4 separate regions of the Sus scrofa genome follow, and all the other regions are linked to region 2. The links are chromatin contacts, called in public Hi-C, HiChIP or PLAC-seq and promoter capture Hi-C maps. All regions are on one chromosome and are shown on one strand. Each heading gives the region's core, a stretch centred on a gene start, on an enhancer-like site or on the middle of the called end of the contact. The rest is flanking DNA. Distances are from core to core; before and after follow the strand shown. Region 1 holds the start of KSR1 (kinase suppressor of Ras 1). Region 2 holds the start of LYRM9 (LYR motif-containing protein 9). Region 3 holds the start of SLC46A1 (solute carrier family 46 (folate transporter), member 1). Region 4 holds the start of TMEM97 (transmembrane protein 97).

What was found. Promoter capture Hi-C pulls out the DNA fragments that hold promoters and counts their contacts. A called contact is a pair of places that touch in the nucleus more often than the background predicts. HiChIP or PLAC-seq counts read pairs in DNA pulled down with a chosen protein or histone mark.
Region 1: a Hi-C map of fetal skeletal muscle shows a contact between it and region 2, with 3 times the contacts expected there. The contact joins the promoter of KSR1 here to the promoter of LYRM9 in region 2. A contact is called at or near these places in 7 of 47 Hi-C or Micro-C datasets (embryonic fibroblasts, fetal skeletal muscle, heart right ventricle and 4 more).
Region 3: a contact with region 2 is called in a promoter capture Hi-C map of liver, with 2.7 times the contacts expected there. The contact joins the promoter of SLC46A1 here to the promoter of LYRM9 in region 2.
Region 4: an H3K27ac HiChIP or PLAC-seq map of alveolar macrophages shows a contact between it and region 2. The contact joins the promoter of TMEM97 here to the promoter of LYRM9 in region 2. A contact is called at or near these places in 1 of 5 promoter capture datasets (liver), 2 of 47 Hi-C or Micro-C datasets (fetal heart ventricle and liver) and 1 of 2 datasets of contacts at active chromatin or transcription factors (alveolar macrophages).

What each region holds. Positions count from the first base shown.
Region 1 is chr12:43,925,625-43,928,559 of Sscrofa11.1, reverse strand. It overlaps KSR1 (kinase suppressor of Ras 1), which reads right to left and starts at 1,338. Exons shown (of 19, transcript XM_021067472.1): 1 at 634-1,338.
Region 2 is chr12:44,288,341-44,291,040 of Sscrofa11.1, reverse strand. LYRM9 (LYR motif-containing protein 9) reads left to right here and starts at 1,354. Exons shown (of 4, transcript XM_003358165.4): 1 at 1,354-1,452.
Region 3 is chr12:44,684,991-44,687,690 of Sscrofa11.1, reverse strand. SLC46A1 (solute carrier family 46 (folate transporter), member 1) reads left to right here and starts at 1,414. Exons shown (of 6, transcript NM_001243383.1): 1 at 1,414-1,681. The coding sequence starts at 1,454.
Region 4 is chr12:44,602,147-44,605,078 of Sscrofa11.1, reverse strand. It overlaps TMEM97 (transmembrane protein 97), which reads right to left and starts at 1,315. Exons shown (of 3, transcript XM_021067476.1): 1 at 773-1,315. The coding sequence starts at 901.

The DNA.
Region 1 (2,935 bases), core at 89-2,588, 360 kb after region 2:
GGGTAGAGAGGGGGAAATTGGGAAGTTGGGACTAGCAGATGCGAACTATTATATATAGAATGGATAAATGACAACGCCCTACTACACAGCACAGAGAACTACACTGAATATCCTGTGATAAACCATAATGGAAAAGAACGTGAAAAAGAATATATACACATATAACTCGATCACTTTGCTGTACAGCAAAAATGAATACAGCATCGTAAATAAACTATATCTCAATAAAATAAATTACAAAAAAGAAAAAAATCTTCCCCTTTAATCCTTCAGGCCTGCTCTGACAGGCCTAGATCCTAGAGTAAAATCAGCCTAGGCAATAGTAATGGCTAAAATTCACTCATTCATTCATTCATTCAATTCATTCAACAAGTATTTCCTGGGTTCCTAGTTTTCACCAGACAGTTTTCTAGATGTTAGAGATACAGCAGTGCCCAAAGAAAGACAACAGACAGAATCTCTGCCTTCATGGAGCCCAAATTCTGGAAGAGTCTCTAGTGCTTATCAGACGCCAAGCTCTGCTATAAGCATCTTCTGAGTCCGAACTCATTTAATCCTCACAATAACTCTGTACGTTATTATACACCCAGTTTACAGGTGAGGAAATTGAGGCAACAAGATAAGGTACCTTACCTGGTAATAATAATGACCATCATTTCCTGCGTCCTTTCGCCACGTCAGCCGTGGGGGGAAGGGGAGGTATTTTACTGGAATGAGTCTCCCTGCCTCCTGGGAGCCTGGAGGGAAAGCAGAGGAGAGAGGCACCCATCCAGAGGGGCCGGCACTGGGCGCAGAGGGACACCTCCTTGCAAAGCCAGTCAGCTGGGTGCTCAGTCCACGCTGGGGCTGGGTCACCACCCAGTAACTTCAGGCTCCACCTGGGAAGCAAGTGGAGCCCTCAGCTTCTGTAGCTTCCAGGGGGTGACACTGTTTCAGGGCCCAGAAATGATCCGAATCTGGGAAATATTATTGTCTGCAAACCTTGTACTGGAAACATCACGGGGGAGCAGGTTGGCAGCGAGGAGGGAAAAATTAATACCTGCGTGTCTGCAGGGAAAATCACGGGCCTGGGGGGCCCAGAGTGCTGAGTTCCAGTCCCGCGCCTCTCAGGATGGGCTGCTCTGCCTTGTCAAAACACACCCCTCTCCCAGGTCCGGATTTCCCCATCTGTGACCGTTCGGGGTCTGATTTCGGGCAGAGGGTAGGCAAGAGCAAGGTCAGAGGTCTTGTTCTGCTTCCCCTGCTCCTCATCAGCCAGGGAAGGGGGTCCCGGGGGTGGGGGTGGAGGGCGGCCAGGGAAGCGGGCTCCGGCTCTGCTCGCGCGTCCGGGGAAGGCGGGCTCGGCCGCCCCCTGCCGGCCGGGAAGCTCCCAGCGGCCCGAGATCCAGGTCTGCTGAGCTGGGCACTGGATTATGTCACTCGGGAGAAAGGAAATGAGTCATCACCCCCCGGGGGCCTTAGGGCGGCCGGGCCAGTGAGGAGTCGCGGCCACAGGAACCCGGGACAATGGCGGGAAGTGAGAGGAATGTGGGCCTGGCTGCAGCAGCGCGGGCCCCCTCCGTGACCCCTGACCCCAACCCAGCAGAAAGCCTCACACTCCGGGGGGGATAGCTGGGGGCGGGAGGGCAGTTGGAGGCAGCCGGGTGGGGTGGCTGGAGGACGATGGGGTAAAGCCATATGGGGGCGCCCCAACCTGAAGAACCGGCAGGTCATCTTTCCATCGGCCTAGCCCGGCCCCCTAGTGGCTCCCCATTGTCCCTGGAATAGTGCTCAAACTTGACGGAAGATCAGAATAATCCCATGGGCTGGTTAAAACCCAGATCTCCAGGCCCCCCACCAGAGTAGGTCAGGGCTGGGGCAACAGCAGTGCATTTTTAACAAACTCCTAGTAGCTGATGCTGAGGCAGGAGTCCTGGGACCACGACCCAAGCCACTTAGCTGGCCTATTGTTCTGTGTGTCCAGCCTCACCTCTCTCCACTTCCTACCTCCTGCACACATGCTCTAGCAAGACTCAACTACTTGCTCTTTGCTATTTCTTTCTTCTGTGTGTTTACACTGGCTGTTTCCTTTGATGGAAATACCTTCCCCTCATTTCACTGCTGCCCAAACTGGCTGACTTCTACCAACACTTAAAAATCTCCTCCATGATGTACATCAAAGGGCACAAATAACAGAGTGAAGAGGCCGCCCACAGGTCAGGAGAAAATACTTGCAAACTCTACACGATAAGGGGTCGCTATCCAGAATATATAAAGAACTCCTATGAACCAACAACCAAAAAACACGCCACAGGATTTTTAAACGGGCAAAGGATTTGAATAGACATTTCTCCAAAGAAGATCCAGGAATGGCCCATAAGCCCAAGAAAACATACCCGATATCGCTAATCTTTAAAGAAATGCAAATCAAAACCGCAATGAGATACCACTTCACCCATTAGGATAGCTATTATGGAACACCAAGTCATCTGAAGTGTTGAAAAGGATGTGGAGAAACTGGAACACTTGTGCACTGTTGGCGGGGACGCAAAATGGTGTGGCTGCTGTCAAAAACAGTATATGGTGGTTGCTCAAAATGAGGAATATGATCCAGTGATTCTATTTCTGCATATATACCAGAAAGAATTGAAAGCAGATACTTGAAGAGATATTTGTACTCCCATGTTCATAGCAGCTTTATTCACAGCAGCTAAAAGGCAGAAGAAATCCAAGTATCGATTGACTGAAAGGATAACAAAATGTGGAGTATAAATACAATGGAATATTATTTAGACTTAAAAAGGAAGGAAATTCTGCAGTTCCCACTGTGGCGGATCCAGCCTTGCAGCAGCTGTGGCATAGGTCACAGCTGCAGTTTGGATTTGATCCCTGGCCTGGGAACTTTCACATGCTTAGGGTGCTGCCCCCCCCCAAAAAAAAGGAAGGAAATTCTGAC
Region 2 (2,700 bases), core at 105-2,604:
AAAGAGAAAGAAAAGAAGGAAGAAAGAGAGAAAAGGAAGAGGCAGATGGAAAGAGAGGAAGGAGGGGAGTTCCCATCATGGCACAGAGGAAATGAATCTGACTGGGAACCATGAGGTTGAGGGTTCCATCCCTGGACTTGCTCAGTGGCTTAAGGATCTGGCCTTGCCGTGAGCTGTGGTGTAGGTTGCAGATGCAGCTCGGATCCCGAGTTGCTGTGGCTGTGGTGTAGGCTGGCAGCAGTAGCTCCGATTGGACCTCCATATGCTGGGAACCTCCATATGCTGTGGGTGCAGTCCTAAAAAAAAAAGCCAAAAAAAAAAAAAGAGAGAGAGAGGAAGGAGGGGGGGGAGGGTCAGAGGAAGGAAGGAAACTCTAAAGGATATTAGGAAAAAAAAAAAGAGAGAACCCTTAAGAAACTCCTTTTGTTAAGAAATATCCCCTCCTTCTCTTATCCTGAAGGGAGAAGAGTAGATTCCCAGGTTCCAACAGGAAGCAATGCATTCCTTAGAAAGAAGAGAAGAAGGAAAAAAGAAAACAAGGAAAAACAGAAAGTTCTTGTTAAACCAGCTACACATGGAGTCTGTGTAAGGAAATCAGCCTTTTCATTATAAACAGGTTAAAAAAGCCCTAGAGAAGAGAGAAGTGAACAGAAGCAGTATTATCCACTAACAACCTAACTCCCTTTTAGCATCAGCTGAGAGATCAGCAGCATCATTGAACAGGGGGTTTGTCTTAAGATAAAGACTCATCTTTATTTCTTTCACGATATAAAACTTGTATTTAAATCAATTCAGAGAAGCACTTTAGCTCTAAACATTAGAGAGCGGGGAGAGCCTATTTAATAAAACAGCATTATTCCATTTTCAAAGAATGATACTGGCAGTAGCTGTGAGTTTAAATTCTGTATTCTTTCCCTCAATTATAATTATACACGGGTCTGAAAGGAAGCATGCCTATTACTGTCATATTTATTCTTTTGACAGGTGTTATGGGGCTGTAATTTGACGAAATGACTCAAAATGCAGATTCCCATCCAAATATAATTCCTGTCATCAACACGAGTGGTTTAGAAGCCGTCCTCCTGCAAGGCTTTGCACAGATCTTCAACACCCCTCATATTTTAGCAGCAGTTCATATTCAGGAAAATGGGGAGAGCCTGCCTTCAGGGCTTATCTCTGGTAGCAAATGCCAAAAGGAAGAGTGGGTGTTCAAGGCAAAGAAGCTTGTTAGTGGGACAGTTTTTTGTTTTGCTTTTTTTTTCAACAGGGTGGGCTTGGATTGGGCATGGGGCATCCAGCACGGGTCCTTCATCAAGTATCTCGCGCGGCCGGTAGAGGGCGCTCAGCGCACAGTGGCCGGGGGTGGGCGGTGCTTCGGCTGTCCCGGGCGCAGGCGCACTCATAGCCGCCGCGTCCGCCGCGTCCCAGGCTGAGGTTTCCCGGTGGAGGCGGGTGAGCCGCGCGGCGCCGGCGGAGGGCGGGAGCGAGGGCGTCCGCGCGGGGGCTGGAGTCCCCTGGGCTGCGGGGAAAGGTTGGGGATGGGAGCTTCGGGCGTCCTCGGCCTGGTGCGGCCTGTGGAAGTCCTAGCGCCGCTCCCTTTGTCTCCCCGAGCGTCTCATTCCTGGGGAGGGCCGTGTTCTCCGGAGCGCGGCTCCTGGACGCGCCGCAGGCCTCGCGGGGGCGGCTCGGAGGAGCGAGGAGGCCCCAGGACGCGGCGGCGCGGGGTGGCGTGGGGCGTCGGGGCGCGGGGCGGGCGGGGGGGGTGGGGGAAGCACGGGAAGCCCAGGGACGTTCCCGTCCCGCAGGCGCCTCCGCGAGGGCTTCGCTTTGCCCGTTTTTCAAAGCAGACATGGGCCTCCATGGCCCGTGTGTCCGCAGCACCCGGTGAGCGCGCTTACCTGGAGTCACCTTCACGTTTTGATTTACCCTCTGCCCAGCAGATCAGGTCACTCCGTGGCTGAAACCCCTAAGACCTTAGGACTAACCTTTCTTTTGATTTGTTTTTACACAGCATACGATTCACCCGCTTAAAGTGCACAATTCACTGCCTTCCAGTGTAGTCACAGGATTCAGGCTGCACTCTCTGCCTTCACTACCCCTTTCACCTTCACCCAACCAAGGGCTACTCCTTCAGACCTCAGATTTTTTTTTTTTTTTATTGTCTTTTTAGGGCCGCACCCTTGGCATATAGAGGTTCCCAGGCTAGGGGTCTATTCAGAGCTGCAGCCGCTGGCCTACTGGCCTATGCCAGAGCCACAGCAAGGCCGGATCTGAGCCGCCTCTGCGACCTACACCACAGCTCACCGGTTGAGCGAGGCCAGGGATCAAACCCTCAACCTTATGATTCCTTTTGCGATTCGTTTCTGCTGCGCTAGGAGGGGAACTCCCAGACCTAGATTTGATGTCTCTTTTTCCAGAAACCTTCTCTGACCCTTGCATGGGTGAGGCCCTCTGGGACCTGAATTCCACTTGCAGTATTTAGTTATAATTGAATACTTAGTTTTTATTATCGTCTGTTAATGCGTTCTGTGGGGTCAGAAGTTGTCTCCTTTGTTTCTGTGACTTCAGCATCTAGCACCTTGTTGGCGTCAGTGACTGTTCAAAACACGCGTGTCTTTTGTGTCAGACACACTATTAGGGGTGCAGCCAGGAGCAAGGTAAATAAACTCCCTGTTGTTAGGGAGCTGACATTCCAGTGGG
Region 3 (2,700 bases), core at 165-2,664, 400 kb before region 2:
ACCAAAGGACAGACTTTCCCCCAGGCACACTGTCAGTGGGAAGGTGATGGGCGACTGCAGGGGCCAATGGCTTGATCCTCTGATCCTCGTGGAAACTGGAATGGCAGGCAGCTTAAGGTAATGATTGGGTACATTTCCATGTATGGGAAGATACAAGAATCTGGGGTCACTTTTTTTTCCCTTTACACTGCTGTTTCCCAGACCGCCCCTCCACATGGTCCCTGACACACAAAGGGCACTCATTAATTGGGCCGATAAGGGAAAAATGCAAGTAAGTAATACTATTCCCTTTTACAGGCAATAAAATGGGCCCAGACAGGAGACGTGATTGCCTTCTGCCCGGATTTCTACAGTAGGAGCACCAAGAAGCACAGGGTCACACCCAGGGGCCTCCCAGGCCTTCCACCATCTTCTCCTCCAAGGGCACTGCAGAGCCAGGCCCCGGCCCCAGCCAGAAGACTGGTTCCCCAGGAAAAGATCCTAGGACCCGTGACAGCCTATTAACAACGAAAGCAGTATTTACAATGGACCCGACACTGTTCTTCCACAGCCCCTCTTTGAGGTAGCACCACTCTTTTAAAGATTAAGAAATTGAGGAGTTCCTGTCTCGTGGCGCAGTGGTTAATGAATCCCACTAGGAACCAGGAGGTTGCGGGTTGGGTCCCTGGTCTTGCTCAGTGGGTTATGCATCAGGCGTTGCCGTGAGCTGTGGGTAGGTTTCAGATGTGGCTTGGATTCCCCATTGCTGTGGCTCTGGCGTAGGCGGGTGACTACGACTCCCATTAGACTCCTAACCTGGGAATCTATGCCGCGGGAGCGGCCCTAGAAAAGGCAAAAAGCCAAAAAAAAAAAAAAAAAAAAAAAAAAAAAAGAAAAAAAGAAAAGAAAGTGAGATACAGAGAGGTAAGTGACATGCCCAAGACAGTAGCAGAGTACAGGTAATTGAACTGAGCCATAGAGCAGGAGACTGCACTGCTGTCCACTGAGTGGCCTTTGTTACAGTGCAGAATATGGGCACAGATGTCAGAAGTCATGTGTTCTGGCTTGGCCTTGAATGTCCAGTCTCCTGGTTTCTTTATGGGTACATTGGGATCATTAATAATGGCTATGGCGTTGGTGGGTAATTAATGCGTATGATAAGAGATCCACAAGTGTTAATTATTGGTATATGGATAGTCTCGTTATCATCATGGGTGTTTCTGGGGCTGGGAAGGAGACGTGTAGGGCGGTATCCTTGCACGGTTTGCAGGTGAGGTCACTCAGTGAGCCGGGGGTGAAGGGCCCCTCGATTGCCCTCTCCAGCCCAGGGAGGGCGGGGCCAAGAGCGAAAAGGCCCACCGGCCCTGATCCCGCCCCACCAGACTGCAGGGGAAAAAAAAAAAACACAGCGGAGAGACGCTGGGCGCAGGCGCAGAAAGCCGACCGCCTGGCGCCCGTTCAGAACTGCAGGAGCATGGAGGCGCCCGCGAACTCCCGGGACCAACGCTGCGAGGGGCCCCCGGAGTCTGTGCTGTGCCGCGGCTGCGTGGAGCCGCTCGTCTTTCTCGCCAACTTTGCCTTGGTCTTGCAGGGCCCGGTCACTACGCAGTACCTGTGGCACCGCTTCAGTGCCGACCTTGGCTACAATGGCACCCGCGACAGGGTCAGCTGCAGCAACCACAGCGTGGATCCCACCGCGCAGGTAGGAGCGGGCGCGGGGGAAGAGGCGAGCGGCGTGGCAGGGGCGGGCCCTGGACTGGAGCGTGGGGCAGCGGCGGGGGCGGGGCCTGCGTGAAGGTTTGGGGCCATCCGGGGCTTATACGGATATTGGGTGGTGGGCGGGCCAGAGCAAAGTTGGGGCCTGAGAACTGCGGTGTAGGGTTGCATAAAGTTGATCTCGATAAACCGAGCCTTGAGGGTAAACAAAAAGGGGGTGTTGACTGAAAAAAAAAAAAAATCCATAACCTAAAAGTTGAGAACTATGTTTTATTTGGTGGACTTCCCTAAAACTCAGGCCCTGGAGGCAGTTTCGCAGATAAATCAGCAGACTACTCCTATGAGATAAGGAAGGAGCCAGGATTATATAGGAGTTTTGCAACAAAAACCAGACAGTCGGAACATCAAAATACTACTGTTAATTAAAGAAAGACATCTCAAGTTAATGAATTTAGTACTTTGCTACATAAGGGAAGATACGAGAGCCTGGGCTTATTGAAATCATTCCTCTTTTTTTTTTTTTGAAGGGCTGCACCCCTGGCATATGGAGGTTCCCAGGCTAGGGGTCTCATCCACGCTGTAGCCACTGGCCTACGCCACAGCAACAGCAACATGGGATCCCAGCCAGTCTGTGACCTACACTACAGCTCATGGCAATGCCAGATCCTTAACCCACTGAGCAAGGCCAGGGATCGAACCCACAACTTCATCGTTCCCAGTCAGATTCGTTAACCACTGAGCCACAACGGGAACTCCGAAATCATTCCTTTGATGTGCACTTTAGCTGGCTAAGGACCAGTATCCTGTTCTTGCCCTGCCTGGGTCCCCTTAGGGTGCACCTTTGGGGGGTGGCTGCAGCAGCTGAGAGCTTTGCAGTGGCACCCTCTTTGTTTCTGTCCTTCAGAGCTTACCATCAGGGGCAATAGGGATGGCTGATGGCTTGATGGCCGCAGCATCCTTTGCTGGCTGGTGTGGCAGGCGGCGTTTTTCATTCACGGTGGGAAA
Region 4 (2,932 bases), core at 66-2,565, 310 kb before region 2:
TTGAAAGGGTAAAGCTTTTGAAGTTGCTAAGGACGGTCTGCGAATGTCCTTTAAACGGGTCTAATTCTACTTGTATTATTTCTTTGGGATTAGCCTGCATTTTTACAGCTCTCCCAAGAAACACAACTTTAAAACAAATCCAGAAGTTCCTGTTGTGGCTCATCAGAAAGGAATCCCACTAGGAACCATGAGGATGCAGGTTCAATCCCTGGCCTCGCTCAGTGGGTTAAGGATCTGGCATTGCCATGAGCTGTGGTGTGGGTCGCAGACACAGCTCAGATCTGGCGTTGCTGTGGCTGTGGTTGTAGGCCAGCGGCTACAGCTCCGATCGGACCCCTAGCCTGGGAAACTCCATATGCCGGGTGTGCGGCCCTGAAAAGCAAAAAAAAAAAAAAACCCCAAAAAATCACACACACAAATCCAGCGTGTGATTCAGACACTGGTTAATTCGGCCACTTCCCTCAAATATTGACAACTGACCAGAGCTAGGGTGTGAGAGCCTCAACAAACCCAGGGGGACCGTAGTTAAAAGGAGCAAAGTGTCTGCCCCCAGGAGCCTCGGGGAGAGCGGCTGGAAGACAAAGAAAACCCCGAGGAAGAAGTCGAGTCGAAGGGTAAGGAAGGGCCGCAGTGCCTGCGGGACCCAAGAAATGCGGGAGGGAACCCTGACAGCGAGGCCCCAGCAGTGGAGGCCACGGAGACGCCGGAGCAACCACTGCGCCGAGAGGCCCCAATTTCAGCGACTGGCGGCCAGGACCGACGGCGCCCTCACCTCGACGGGGTAGAGATCGGGCGGCAGCAATGCCTGCATATCCACGAGCAGGGTGAGGGGGATGTGGGAGAGGAAGTAGAAGCCCAGCAACCACTCCAGGCCGCGCCGGACACCCAGACGCCCCATCATCCGTCGGCTGCGCCCGATGGGAGCCGAGGCTACGCTCGCAGGAAAGCTCTGTGGGTACAGAAACACTCCGTGGGTACAGAAACACTCCGTGGGTACACGCCGGCGCCCCCGCGGTCCGGGGACAGCGCCCCGCCCCGCCCCGCCCCGCCGCGAGAACGAAGCCGGCCGTTCCCATTGGCTGAGAAGCCGTGCGCGGGCCCGCAGCGCCCCCAGAGGGGGCCCGGGGACCTTTTCTATTGGTCGCCGGGAGAGCCGCGTGAGGTGGGGGCAGGGCTTCTTGGCCGCAGCGTGGAACCGGGAGGGGTACGTGGAGTGTACCCTGCGCGGCCTTGAACGCTGCTGGGACCTCTGGCCTTCTTCCCGCGACCGCGTGTCCGCTGCGCTCCGCGGAGGATCCCCTGCGTGGCCCTTTCGCTTATTACTCCTCTGTTACTTTGCTCCATCCGTGTAGTGCTTGCTGAGCGCCTCCGGTGTGCCCTGCTGTGGGCGCTTTATGGGGATGGAGTTCCCAGTGCAGTGGGGTGTCACCCATCAGGGCCGGCCAACACTGAGTCCGTGCCTTGGCGGCAGTCACAGGCCGTGGGGACAGAGGGCACGAATACTGCTCTGGCAGGAGTTGAGGGTCCTGGAAGCCTTTCGGAGGATGCCTAGGGGGCAGCTAGCCTCGATTAAGAAAGAAGCACAGGGATATAGCAGGAGGTAAAATTGACAAGTATTGGTGGTAGGCTGGGGAGAAGGAGGGAGGCTCAAGGGTTCGTTTATTCATTCTGTAAATATTGATCTTAAATTATTCCAGGTCTGCCCTGGAACAGGATGGGGAAGGGGGGCTGCCATTCGCTCAGAAGAGGGAGGTAGAGGAGAGATGAGTTGAAGAGAGTGTAATATGGTTCTGGCCAGGTTGTCCCTGAGCAGCCTCTGTAACAGCTACGCAAAAAAGACTGTCTAGTAGGCAGTCCGATGAAATGTCTGAAGATGTAGATTTGTGAGGAATCAGCGTTCGCTGGGAGTTGAAGTCTTGAGAGCAGAAGGCCTATCAGAGGCCTTAGACCACCTCCAACCTCAGGGGTCACGGAAGGAGGGGGCTGCGGTACAGGTGGACAACAGGGGTGTGATGTCTCAGAAACACAGGGGAGGAGGGACCGTCACCTGTGTCAGAGCAACACTGAATGGTACCCCATGGCCTTGTGTGAGCAGCTATACGGCTGGTGGAGGCAGGAGCCAGATGGCAGCAGGGCAGAGAGTAAGGAGGTGGGGAACTCGAGAAGGTAGGGCGTGTAGGTGTCTGATTATGAAGGGGAGGAAGCAGCAGCTGAGGGGGGATGTGCTCCGGAGAGAGCTTATTTATTTAGAGGAGAGAGACTGAAGCACTTTCACTTATTTAGATGATCCTAAAAGTTTCAGGGTCGGGGGAGAGGCCGTCCATCCAGGGGGCAGAGGGCAGGAGATGTGACTCAAGACCGCAGAGGAGCCGGAGAGAATGGATTAGGGTTAGGTCGGAGGAGCGCTGAGCTCCCCAGGGTGGGCTCAGTGGTGCTGTGACAGAGAAGTTGTCCCTGTAGAGGATGCAGGTGAGACGCGTGGCTGTTGACCTGGAGGCCCCCCTCTCCTTGGCCGTGTGCTTTTCTCCATTGTGAGGTCTGCACAGAAAAAGGCTGTAGGACCCATCCAGGCTGGGGCTTCGAAAGACAGTGATTGAAGAGCGTGCCGTTCAAGCCGGATAGGGGTGCGTGACATGAAGCCAGAAGAGGCTGGGAGACGGGAAAAGTGAGCAAATTTGAGGCCTTGCTGAGGAATAAGCCTTAACGTGATGGGAGTAACTGGATGAATGGGCCAGAAGCTTGGGAGAGTTCGCCCGGGGGTACAGTGTTGGGTTCCAGGCATCAGGAGGAGGTTCTGCCCATGAGAAGCCACGGCTGAAATGGTATTTGGAGATGAAGTGAAGGGACAGAGATCCCAAGGCGTGGGATGGATCAACCCCAAAGGCCACCGCAGGTGGTGGCGGCAATCCAGTGGAGAGAAGGCTGTGAGCCC